Regions from separate parts of the Mus musculus genome. Here region 1 is linked to region 2. The links are chromatin contacts, called in public promoter capture Hi-C maps. All regions are on one chromosome and are shown on one strand. Each heading gives the region's core, a stretch centred on a gene start, on an enhancer-like site or on the middle of the called end of the contact. The rest is flanking DNA. Distances are from core to core; before and after follow the strand shown. Region 1 holds the start of Nipal1 (NIPA-like domain containing 1). Region 2 overlaps Corin (corin, serine peptidase).

Region 1 (6,488 bases), core at 1,623-4,122, 270 kb before region 2:
ACACACACACACACAGACACACAGACACACACATACATATCAGTATAGAAACAGAAAAGGATACAGCCAATTCTGAGTCACTATTCCTCAATTGCCTCATCTTAAACTTTTCTGAAGTTATTTTTGTCTTATGTATATAGGTGTTTTGCTTGTGTGTATGTCTGTGCACCACATACATGCCTGGTATCCTCAGAGGTCAGAAAATGGTGTCTGATACCCTGGAACTAGAGTTATAGATGAGTGCGAACTGTCTCGTGGCTGCCGTAATCAAGCTCATGCCCTCTGAAAGGGCAGTCAGTGCACTTGACCACTGAGCCATCTCTCTAGCTCCTGATTTCTTTTCTTAAAACCAAAGACATTCAGGTCAGGAAGACAGGAAAGGTCAGCTTTAAATATCACAGGCATTTTCCCTCTGTTGTCAAGCTATGGTCTGGACAAGTGGCTTCACTCCATGAAAGAAAACTTTGAAAACCCTTGATTCTCCTCTGCCTGAAGCTTGCTTTTTGAACCCCAAGTCAGCTAAGAGCTCCTTAGACGTGAGAATTTATGAATGTCCTTTTGGCAGCCCAGGATATCTGCCCTTGAGCCCATCATAACATCACTTCCACGGTCCCTGACACAAAATGTGTGTTCCAGGGGATGGCTGTTAAGTCTGGCATTCGGTTTCCCCAGGGCCGTGTTTCCTCTGCTAATAAAAGCGGTTTTGGCTGTTGAAGTTGATTTGAGTTCTGTTAGAACACTTGCAAATAGTACTGAAACCAAATTAGAAAAAAAAAACTTTGAGTATTTAAGTTTGTCTTTTTATTTTGTGATAATTTGGGATTATAAGATCTTTTGAAGTATTCAGTCATGGTTTTAAAAGTCAAAATCAAAGTACTACTGTAACTTTTGGGGGGCATCTTATGAAACGACTTTATCCTCAGACTCCATGATTAGCTCATCATTTTGATCTCGGGTAGATTAAAAACTTTCTCTAGAGGATCTGGGCCACCCAATCTGCAGACCACCTCCAGCTTCAGTACATTGACTGTTAGACTTTGTCACAGCTCTACACTCTCAAGTCATTTGCTTCTCGGAATGTCCTGTCATCAGGGTAGTAAACAGATTGGGAGTGCTAGCATTGAAGGCCAGACTGATGACAGTCCTTTAGGACCTAGGCCAGTGCTCGGCTCACAGGATTCTTGTTCATCACCTCAAACAAATCAAGGAAAACCAGACTCCATTTAAGACCCGCCAGGGTTCTGCCCTGTAGATTTCCTGAGGTAACCCAGTGCTACCTACTCTGTCAACAAGATTTCTTCCTACTTTAGAGAGGAAGAAAGAGAGCCAAGTGGATACACTAGGCCTAAAACCTAGTCTCCTACTACTGAAATTACAGATTGGCCTCTCCCATCTTTCCCAGTACCTTCCTGCACGGTTAATCATCGGGTGACACAGAGCTCCAATACTTCTTGTAGTTACTAAATGCATGAGCAAAGCAGGAAAAATATCCAGAGGTCAAATGAGTGGGTGCAATCTGCTCTCAGATCCTTGAACAAACAAGGGCAGGGTGCATTAGTGACGATCTGACTTGGCAGCTCCAGAATTATTTAGAAAAGGGACCAACTGCCACTAAGCGCATGACTGTCTAGGAAACAACCCTAGATGCAGCTGCCTTAGGGATACCGGTCTCAATGTGGGGATAGTTTGTGAATTGTTGCACATTTTCTTTTACACACCTTTCCCCTTTCTTACTAGCTGGGATTTGATGAGTCCTCTCTCTTCTTCTGTCTCTCCCCCCTTTTCTTTCTATTCCCTCGTTAAGTTATAAGCTGGAAAGGCCAAGAAGCAAGGACACGAATCTCTACAACACGAGGAGCTGTAGTTACATGGTCGTAGCATTAGGCTGGGAAGCACTCACTGTAAGGCACAGGTCTTACCAGACAGCTTCTTTGAGTCGTTAGCAAGTAGGTTAGAAATGACCTGACACCAGTGGGGATTAAAAAAAAAACCGATAATTTCGTTTGCAATGCACATTTCCCAAGGTTGCCCCACCTTTCCCCTTACTTCCATTCAGTTTTCTCTGACCTTCTGTGTAGAGACTGCAAGAAGCCAGTGGAAGTGAGGAACATCTGGCAAAGGTCAAGGGGTGGGGCCCAGGGGTTTTACCAGGCAAGGTGTGGGCTGGAAATCCCAGTCTAGCCCTGAGGAAGAACTAACAAAAGGGCACTCCCAGTTCCCTGTTGGAGTAGTCACCCTACTCAAAGGATTGCCCAGTAAGTCATACCTGAGCGATCTCTCCGTGGGACTCAGGCACAGTGTGTTCAGGGAGCACTGTGGGAAGCCCACGGGATCCCCGGCACGCCCTCTGCCATGTACTCCGGAGTTGAGGCTGAGCCAGGAAACCTCCTCCTGGATCAAACCCTGGAATCTGCCCTCAGCAAGCATCCTGAATTTCCCTGCCACACACTCAGTAGGACGTAATCAACATTGAGCCAGCCGGGGGACTAAGTGGGCGTCACTTCTGTCCTGCTCCGACTTGGGCTTCCCCACAGAGTCTGGAGTGCAGTGGGCTCAGCTAAGTATTTACTGTCCCGTTGGTGGGACAGCCGACTGGACGACTGGAATACTAAATGATTAGAAGACGGCGCGTTAAGAATCCGCACATTTTTCTGAGTCTAGTTTTGAGACCTCGCATCTGGGCTCCCAGCTACCCAAGTGACCCAACTGTCCCACCGCTGGGACTGACACTCACCTTCATGGCAGGGCTCTCCGGGTGGCAGCCTCAGCTGTACCCCCATGGCCTGGGGACCGGGCTTCCTCTGTGCTAGCAATAGTTTCTCACACACCAGTGTCCCGGGACCCGCTTTCGTTCCGGCGGATCGGTGGAGTCAGCGAAGGGTGTGCGCTGCCTCCGCCCCCGTGGCAGGCTCAGCCAATGAGAGTGACTGGGTGGGGCATGGGGTGGTTTGAGGCTCATTTTCCGCCCACCGCTCGCTCATCGCCGCAGAAGTTCCTTCAGTCACCGGTGTCTGCAGGGTGGACCCGGGAGCTGCACAGGTGCTTAGTCCAGAAACACCTGCCAGGAGGAGATGAGGTTACAGCGTGGATGCTGCCGAAGTCACTCGGGGAATTTAGTGATGGAGAGGCTGTCCCGAGGCCCCCTTCTGGTTGTCCTGGAGCAGACGAAGTGCTGGCCAACGTCAGTGGGTCTTTCTCATCACTGGCTTTTGTGGCACAAGGCGCTGTCTGCTGGAGTTCTGTGCTGAGTCCATGCTAAAGTTTATTCTGGGATTTTTTTCGAACAGGCTTGGTGCTTCTGCTCTCTCGTGCACGCCGTTGTCCTCCTTGTCTTACAATACCCGTGCTTACCTGTTTTCAACAATCAGGCATTTCCCTCTCCACCCACCCAGCTGCCTTATCCCCACGCCCAGTCGTATATGAAATAAGCTTTTCAGGGATCAGCAATGCCCAAACTGAGAAGACCTGTTCCCACGCTGAAGTTCATGATATTCCAGCAGTACACTACATAACATGCATGAGTCAACTCATTACAATTTACAGCACAATTTATTAACTACAGTTTGCAGGTGAGGGATAAGGATAAGGTAGAGAAAGCGGTGAAGTAACTTAGTCACGAGGTATTTATTATGCCTCATGAAGTGGTCACACTTACTGCTGAAGCCCTCAGCCGGAAGAGCCGAGATTGTGTGTTTTTCTGGGGTGCCTTTGCGCTTGACTGCTGTACCCCCATAGGCTCTAGGTATTCACGAACAGCTAGAATTAACTTTATTGCCTAAGAGTTTCACTGCAGAGATCCATCTTGCTTTTCTTGTTTTCAGGTTTATGAGACAAAACTTAAAACCAAATTAGTCAGTAGTTTAAGATGCATACTTTTTGTCTATGGGCATGACCTGTGGAAAAAGAATGGGGGAGGGGCAGGATCAGGTGGAAGTGGCAAAGACGGTTTAAGCCAGTTTTGAATTGGAAGCCTTGTGAAGTAGACATCTACTTAGATGCTTTCTTTGGACATCAGATTTCACGTTTTGTCTTCACCATAGACTGGCAATGATAATAAATCTGATCCCAGGTACTTCTTACTATTTAACAAACATCAGTTACAATGTGGCAAACCCTAACCCTAAGCACTTTATAAAAAATTGTTTAATTTATATTAAAAGCATTCAAAATGATAATAGCTGTTGTTATTTTCCACTTTATGCTTTATATCTTCACTTAAAAAAAGCCTTGAGAATGTTCCTTTGAGATTCATGAGTTTTCTTTGTTTGCACACGAATGCACACGTGTGTATGCAGGTGCACATGCGGGTGTGCCTGTGGAAGCCAGAAGGGGGCGCTGAGTATTCTGCTCTATCACTCTTTACTTCCTCGATGGGGCCTGTCACTGAACCCAAGCCTGGCTAGTCAGCAAGCCCCAGAAACCCATCAGCGGGAAGGCTGGGGTTATAGTTGTATACCATTTTTACGTGGGTTCTGGTTCTCAGGCCCAGGCAGCGCTGTTATCTTCTGAATCATCTTTCCTGCACGTCGGGATGGCAGTCTGGTTTTGGCAGGAAGTACTTTGTTATAAATCTTATTTATTCCAGTTCTAAGTATGTGAGAAAACACTCTGGGGAAAAAAAAAAGAAGAAAACTTGCTCAAGATCACTGCTGTCCCAAGCCCAGTGTGTCCTAGGCAGAAATCAGTCATGAATTCCCCTCACCCATTATTTCTAGATGAATAGCTACGTGGCTACCACACAGGATGTCACCTGTGCACTAATTGGGGGCAGGTGTTATCCCTATCCAAGAATGTATTACTTAATTCAAGGAAAAAAATAACATTTAAACATCTCCAGTGAACTCACTCTTGACTTCGGGAAATCCTTTTATAACTCAAAACCTAGAATTCAACAGTAAATGAAACCCTCTAAAAGGTAGACTCACACTCACTGGGCTTTGTGCAAGGTCATGAGACCCAGTGATGATTGTGAAAATGGAAGCTGGAGTTGCCTCAGAGCTGGAGGAGGCAGAGCCACACTGTCTTGTAGCTTGGGCAGGTCTGCAGATAGCCTCCTGTGGGAGCCTCTAGCCTCCATTGCCATGCTATGGGGGGCGGGGGGAGTTTGCCATTCTCTGGCAGGCGGTAGGGACAAGGCAGAGGGGACAGCGGCTGGTAGGCAGGGTGGAGGGTAAGCTGTAGAATGTCAGGCATAGCACTAGCTTACTGCTTTTAGTTTATTATTGGCCCTGCCCCCAGTCAGCCTGCTTAAGGGGTTATAAATTTGAAAAGTCTTCCTGAAAGCAACTGCTTTTCTTTGCTGACTTAAAATTCACTGTCTCCTGTTGTTATTTTGAGTACTTTCTTCCTTATAGTTTGAATTTAATCTATGATCTGTATTTTTCAGTGAGAACTTTCCGATCACTGATTTTTAAACATTTGTCCTTTAATGTGTGTATTTGAGGGGTTGAGGGAAGGCTGTGTTGGAGAGGACCTGAGTGTAGTTCTTAGTACTTACATCTGACAGCTCATCACTCAAGGTTGGGTTCAGCTCAAGGGAACCCAACACCCTTGGTCATGAACCCCCACGAACTCCTGATTTAACTTCAAATAGTACAATAGCGTCATCTCGTCGATTTGGATAGGTTGTGCTTTTGTTAACACTCAGTTCACAATGGTTGATTTCCAGATAAATACCTGGTACTTTTGGAGCTGCACTCCCCATTTCTTTCGGGTTGAGCCTAACTACTAAAGCACAGCTAAGAACATGTGGGAGTCTTGTAGTCACTTAGTCCAGTGACTCTTAGGAGACACACATGCGGCTTAACTTCCCAAATCTCCCTCCACCCCAGTCAGTTATGATGGCCTTTCCATCCCGTCAAACTAAACAATCTCGACTTGAGTTGCTTTAAGTCAAACAAACCCGGCATCATCCTTGAGTCCACCCTTTCATTCACACCCCACATCCACCAATCAGCCGATCTTATTGCCTCTGCTTTAAGTCTATATCCAAAATCTGACCCCTTCCTCCACCCCTACTCACCTCCGCGTCCCCAACCCTTGTTAGAGTCACTGTCACCTCTTCCTGAATTACTGCCCCAGTCTCCTAACTGCCCCCTACCTCACCTTTCTTTTCAGACCCCACAACCACCCCTAACTCCCTCTTCCCTTTGCTAATATGCTGGCTTCTCTGCTTCCCTTTGACAATCCAAAGAGATCCTGTCTCTCCCCCAGGAAGCAGACACAGCTAGCTCAGACAGTGCACACAGATGTCCCCTAAAAGAAGCCTTCCCTGAGCACCCCCTCATGCTATCTCTCCCCCTTTATTACCTCACACCTGACTTATGTGTGCCCTGTTATGTGTGTTCTGTCTTGACATCATCAGAAGCCTTACTTCCTGAGGGTAGAGATTTAGTTTTGTTAGCTATTAACTTTCTAGTGCTTAGAAGAGAGCCCGGTGCTTCATAAGTCCTTGAATGAATAATTAGGCACTGTAGTGAGCCATACCC
Region 2 (5,716 bases), core at 370-2,869:
GAGCATGCTTATGCAGGTATACAATGTACTTGGTGTGTAGTCCTTGCTGCTTCCTCCTTCCACCTTCTCCACCCTCCCCATCCCCTTACTCACTTACTAAACAAATCTGCCCTTACTTAAATATCAGATATACATACATTACTTTATGTATTAATATAAATTGTATAAACAACAAATGAGAGAAAATGGGCACTATTTGTCTTCTTGAAACTTTGAAAGCAAGAAGAAAAACACTGTTTTCAATGACTTAAAACTTTCTTAGACTGGCCCACCCCCTTCAAATGTTACACCATCAAGAAGTCACCTTCCGATGAATCAGCCACGACAAGAGAGGTCAATAACACATCAGCACCAGCAGACTAGGGTTTAAATTTGACCTAGATTTTAGATGACCACATCCAGCAATGGCTTCACTAATGTCATGTTTACGTGAGGTTTTGAGATATGGAAGTCAGGAACTAGTTCATGCCAGGCTTTCAGCTCCATTTCCTGAGGACTCACCAGAGCCATAGGTGGGGATGCAGTGCTCCCTGAGGCAGCCACGGAAAGGCAGACATGGACTTTTGCCCTCCATGGTTTGTACAGTAGGGCACCAATCTCACAGTAGGATTGACACCCCTTGACATAGACCAGCTGGTAAAGCCCTAGGGCATGGCTTCATTTTACATCTGGTTTCCTGTGTGCCCATTAGGAGTCTGTACTTGTAGTTATATTTAGTACATACATTCACGCCTGTGTTCAGTTCTCCTTCACTGCACACCTTAGACTTATTGAGTACTTTGGCAGTTGAGATTCACTATGTAATTAATTAGATTGATTCTGAAACTATAAGATTCAATGAAAACTATATTTTTATTATTGATATTGTGAGATTATCTGATCATCTAGGACTTTGTTTCCAGCAAATCAAAACACTGATTTTCATGAGCGCTTTGGGGAAAAAGATCATGGATATAGCAATACTTATTTCCTTTTGGCTTTGTGATAATGTGTGGCCATGTTGGAGATTTGTGTGACTTTTCCCATCAAATATGAATCTAGAACCTTCTTAAGTGCCAGCCAGGAACATCTGAAAATGGTGACAGACGGGATTCCCTACCTGCAGTTCTTGCTTTGTTCTATTCTTCATTTCCGTTTTCACATCAAAGAGTTATCCAGTTCTCAGTTCCCACTATTAAGGGTACAAGAGTCACATGATCAAGGAATACGTACTTCAGGAGACCGTGACCAGGCAACCATCCCTGTGACTGGGATGCATACTAGCTTTGACGATTTTATTTTCTCCTATTCTAAAACTGTACCATCCCTTCCCAAAAAGTTAGCATTTTTCTCTGACTAGAGAAATACGCTTGATCACTATATTTGTAAAATTCAGAATGAAACAAAATAGAAATTGTCCTGAGTATTTCTAGTAGGTATAATTACAGTAGTTGGCCTTGATCTATGACAAGTTATAACACGCTATTTAACACCAGCCAGTGCCTTTTTCACTTGAAGTATCTTGAACTTGTCCCCAGGATGTTGAGTTATTTTCTGTGGTGTACATTTTCAGTAACACTAACAGTATTCTTTACTGTGGAGTTACCAAATTGATTTAGGCAGTCCCTGTGTTTTATGTAATTGCTACCTTATGGTTTCCTCATCATAAGCAAGGGTGGTATGAATAGCCTTAAAGTAAGACTTTTCTGTATTAATATTAATTTCCTTTGCACCAAGTCCAAGAAACCAGATTTTTGAGTCAAATGTTCTATAGTTTAAAAAATACCTGGTGCACATAAGCACACATAGAACTTTATTTGTATCTGCTTCATTGATGTTTCCTTTTGATTAGTGACCTTTCTGACTTTCTATCTGAAATTTGTTACATATTGTAATTTTCAAGTTGTCAAAATAGTTGTTGAAATTTAAAGAAGAAGAAAAAAGGGAATATCATGATAATAGCAAAAGGTAGTCAAATGTAACTGTTCATTGTCAATGACAAAAATAATAGAAAATATCATTAGTTAATAAGTAAGGTGTCGCCTGTCCTGTGCCCAAACACTGCCTTACCCTTTAACCTTTTGTTAAGGCAAGCAAATATATTTCAACTGCAGGGCACGGGGTCTCTGCTCCCGTATTCCAGAGCTCATCTTTTGTCTGACTGTTTTTATGAGAACTCTCTCTGAGCAGCACACAGTGGCATTTAGAGAGGGAACTCCTTGTTCGGTCAATAGCACTCCACTCTCACGTTGTTTGCAATCGCTTAGAACAACATCTTCCAATTGAGCATTTTCTCCACACATACACTGTGCACTTGTTAGGGCTGAGTGCTCTATTGTTTCCGAACACACAAACCTCTTGTGTGAAGCCCGCTGGTACCTGGCTCTCTCCAGCCAGCACTGTTTGGGTTCCTTCTAGATAATTCTTTTTATTTATTTATTTATTTATTTTTATTACATATTTTCCTCAATTACATTTCCAATGCTATCCCAAAAGTCCCCCATACCCTCACCCCCCACTTTCCTACCCACTCATTCCCATTTTTTTGGCCCTGGCGCTCCCCTGTACTGGGGCATATACAGTTTGCGTGTCCAATGGGCCTCTCTTTCCAGTGATGGCCGACTAGGCCATCTTTTGATAATATGCAGCTAGAGTCAAGAGCTCCGGGGTACTGGTTAGTTCATAATGTTGTTCCACCTATAGGGTTGCAGACCCCTTTAGCTCCTTGGGTACTTTCTCTAGCTCCTCCATTGGGAGCCCTGTGATCCATCCAATAGCTGACTGTGAGCATCCGCTTCTGTGTTTGCTAGGCCGCGGCATAGTCTCACAAGAGACAGCTACATCTGGGTCCTTTCGATAAAATCTTGCTAGTGTATGCAATGGTGTCAGCGTTTGGAAGCTGATTATGGGGTGGATCCCTGGATATTACTACTCAGCTATTAAAAAGAATGAATTTATGAAATTCCTAGCCAAATGGATGGACCTGGAGGGCATCATCCTGAGTGAGGTAACACATTCACAAAGGAACTCACACAATATGTACTCACTGATAAGTGGATATTAGCCCAAGACCTAGGATACCCAAGATATAAGATACAATTTGCTAAACACATGAAACTCAAGAAGAATGAAGACTGAAGTGTGGATACTATGCCCCTCCTTAGAAGTGGGAACAAAACACCCATGCAAGGAGTTACAGAGACAAAGTTTGGAGCTGAGACGAAAGGATGGACCATGTAGAGATGCCTTCTAGATAATTCTACCGTGAGCATTCCAGAGTCCAATGAGGAAATGGTGAAAAATGACAGCGAGGGGTTCTGGAAGGAAATCTGTCAAATCTCAAAGGAACTTTTTATTATTTTTAATTTTTTTCTCTCTCCTAAGTTTAAAAGAATAAAGAAACATGTTCTGACCTCTTCCCCTTACTTTTCCAGCACTCTGTGGAGGGGGCGAGAGCTTCCTGTGTACCAGCGGGCTCTGCGTCCCCAAGAAGCTGCAGTGTAACGGCTATAATGACTGTGATGACTGGAGCGACGAGGCGCATTGCAGTAGGTGACAGGCCCTGTGGGGCTTAGCTGGGTGGGAAGGGATTCTACTGAGGAGCCTAGACACCTATGCCACTGCCCTGTCAGATACTGACAGCCAGCCTGGCCATTAGTAGACGGCCATTGGTTTGCCATTCTGGGTGAAGCCAATAGGTTTGTCTCCCCCAGAGCCACCATGTTGGGCTTGCACCCTGCTCCAGAGCTGAGCCACTGTGCTCCGGCTGCTTTACCAATGTATAAATTAATCACAGTCAGCATGGGTAGAGCTGGGTTTCCTTCCTGGGAGACTCACCCAACCTTGGTGAGAGATTGAGACTGCTGCCTTAGTGGAGAGAGTCCTGTTTACCAGGTACCAACTCTTTTCCCTGTGCAGAGGGTTAGGATGTTCGTTTGCTGGAATTTGGGGCAGGTAGCATATCATAGTATCAGAGTGCTGTTCATCAAAATGTGGTTTCATAGTACACAACTTTTTTTAAAAAATGGCTGAGTGAAAAAGAATGGTTAGGAAAAGCTTTGTGTCAACTTCTTAGAGAGTTTCAACACATGCTGATATATTAAAGGTTTGAGAAAAGCTGCAGTTTAAATCAAGTGTTTAATGCTAAATATCTTCAACCTTTTTCTCCTGTGAACTCTCACCCTTATTTGTTTGTACATTTATTTATTTTGTCTATTACTTAGTAGGTAGTAGGAATTAAGTTATGCTACGTATATTTTGAAAACCGTTATTTTTAGTAAGGATTTTCTTTTATTTTACAACATAGTATTTTCTCTTCAGGAAAGCCTATGCATGCAAATTTACAGGTAAAACATCGTTTTAGCCTATGTGGTTACATTAAGGACTATCACTGTTACATTAGCCAAAAATACTATTCAAAATGACCACCGGGAGGGATTCTGAAAGGTTCAATTGGATTACGTTCATCTGATGGGGATGCAGTAAAATCTCTTGTCATCTCCTGCTGTGGCCAGTACTGGGGCATTATTCAGTGTCAACACGTGCCTTTAGTCCTGTGCAGCAGGCTCTGGCTCTGTCATTTTGTTCTCTGGTGCTGAGCATTGATTGTAAACACTGTTAGTGCTTTGAGTATTTAAGATACAATCTGAAGGAGTTCAATTTTCCTAGTTACCAACTGAATAAGACGTTATTGCTACTCTGGAAGGTACATAATGATGTCTTAGCTGGCATTATATTCATACCTTAAAATGACATGATCTGGCCCATTGAGAAAATACATCCCTTTAGCAACTGTCTCTATGAAGCCCCATAGTGAAACATAGAAAACTTGGCATGCTATTGTTTCTGACCATCAGAGGGCATCTCCTGAGCCTGAATGTTTGATGTGTGCAGCATTTCAACATGAGCTTCTATCGACTGGCCTCTACTCTCCTGTTCTTACTATCCCTGCCGTGAGAACCATGTGTGTCTGATGGAGGACTTGTGTGCAAATCAGAGTGTTACCATAGCCCCAAGGTACTAAGGAGAGAAGCTTGGCTGAACATTCCTAGGGGAAACAGAAGAAAATACTCAGCTCCTATATCCTAGCAGGTAGAGACCACGCTGGCCAGAAAAGACAGGAAGCTAAACCGTCCTCTTGTTTTTTAAACACTGCACTTGTTTTCTTTTAAAAAGCAAGTTAGGTGGTTTGTGGAGTTTCTTGCATTGTTGGATTAAATGGAAGCTGGGGAAAGGACTTACCTGTGGCAGATTGTCTGTCAGCTATGTCAGAAAGTGTTTACCTTCCGTTTTTGATTGAACTGTCAGCTCAGGAGGAACTGCGCATCCCTTACTTTTGTTCAAAGGCAGCAGAGGCTTGGGGCAATGAAGATGTTTACCAGGGATCAAATTGATGGATTTGCCGTCACTTGTGAAAGGTTCCAAATTTAACATGTTTTCTGTCCCATGTGCTGCTTCTGAATTGGCCTTATCCCCGCAAGTTCAGATTTGGTGAATTATGTGACAAGAGAATGTTTGTTCTGGTTGCTCTAGCATGCCCTGGGTGATAACTGACCATCACGGTGTCACTGTGAGTACCCCTGGCTGTTCTCTACTAACTAATTTGGTCTTACATGTCAGCTATTCTTTTGAATGTATTAAATAAAATTATTCCCAACCTCTTGGAGCCATCTTAGTTTCACAACAGAAAGGTTTTTGTAAAAATTAGGAAATTTTGGATATTTGTTTTTCATTCTGC

What was found. Promoter capture Hi-C pulls out the DNA fragments that hold promoters and counts their contacts.
Region 1: a contact with region 2 is called in a promoter capture Hi-C map of second pharyngeal arch cranial neural crest, with 2.2 times the contacts expected there. The contact joins the promoter of Nipal1 here to the enhancer-like site in region 2. A contact is called at or near these places in 16 of 39 promoter capture datasets (the 3T3-L1 cell line, 3T3-L1-derived adipocytes, the C10 cell line and 10 more), 2 of 115 datasets of contacts at active chromatin or transcription factors (both in embryonic stem cells) and 2 of 9 other capture datasets (liver and pancreatic islet).

Annotation. Positions count from the first base shown.
Region 1 is chr5:72,644,180-72,650,667 of GRCm38.p6, reverse strand. It overlaps Nipal1 (NIPA-like domain containing 1), which reads right to left and starts at 2,872. Exons shown (of 6, transcript NM_001081205.1): 1 at 2,735-2,872. The coding sequence starts at 2,780.
Region 2 is chr5:72,369,909-72,375,624 of GRCm38.p6, reverse strand. Corin (corin, serine peptidase) reads left to right here. Exons shown (of 22, transcript NM_016869.3): 6 at 3,414-3,527. Among named protein-coding and RNA genes, the nearest start is that of Gm23712, 46 kb to the left of the region's middle. Within about 2 kb of position 1,619, at least 3 of the 459 cell types and tissues checked have an H3K27ac peak or open chromatin away from gene starts, as enhancers often do. A contact at or near this core is called in second pharyngeal arch cranial neural crest, where this site is marked.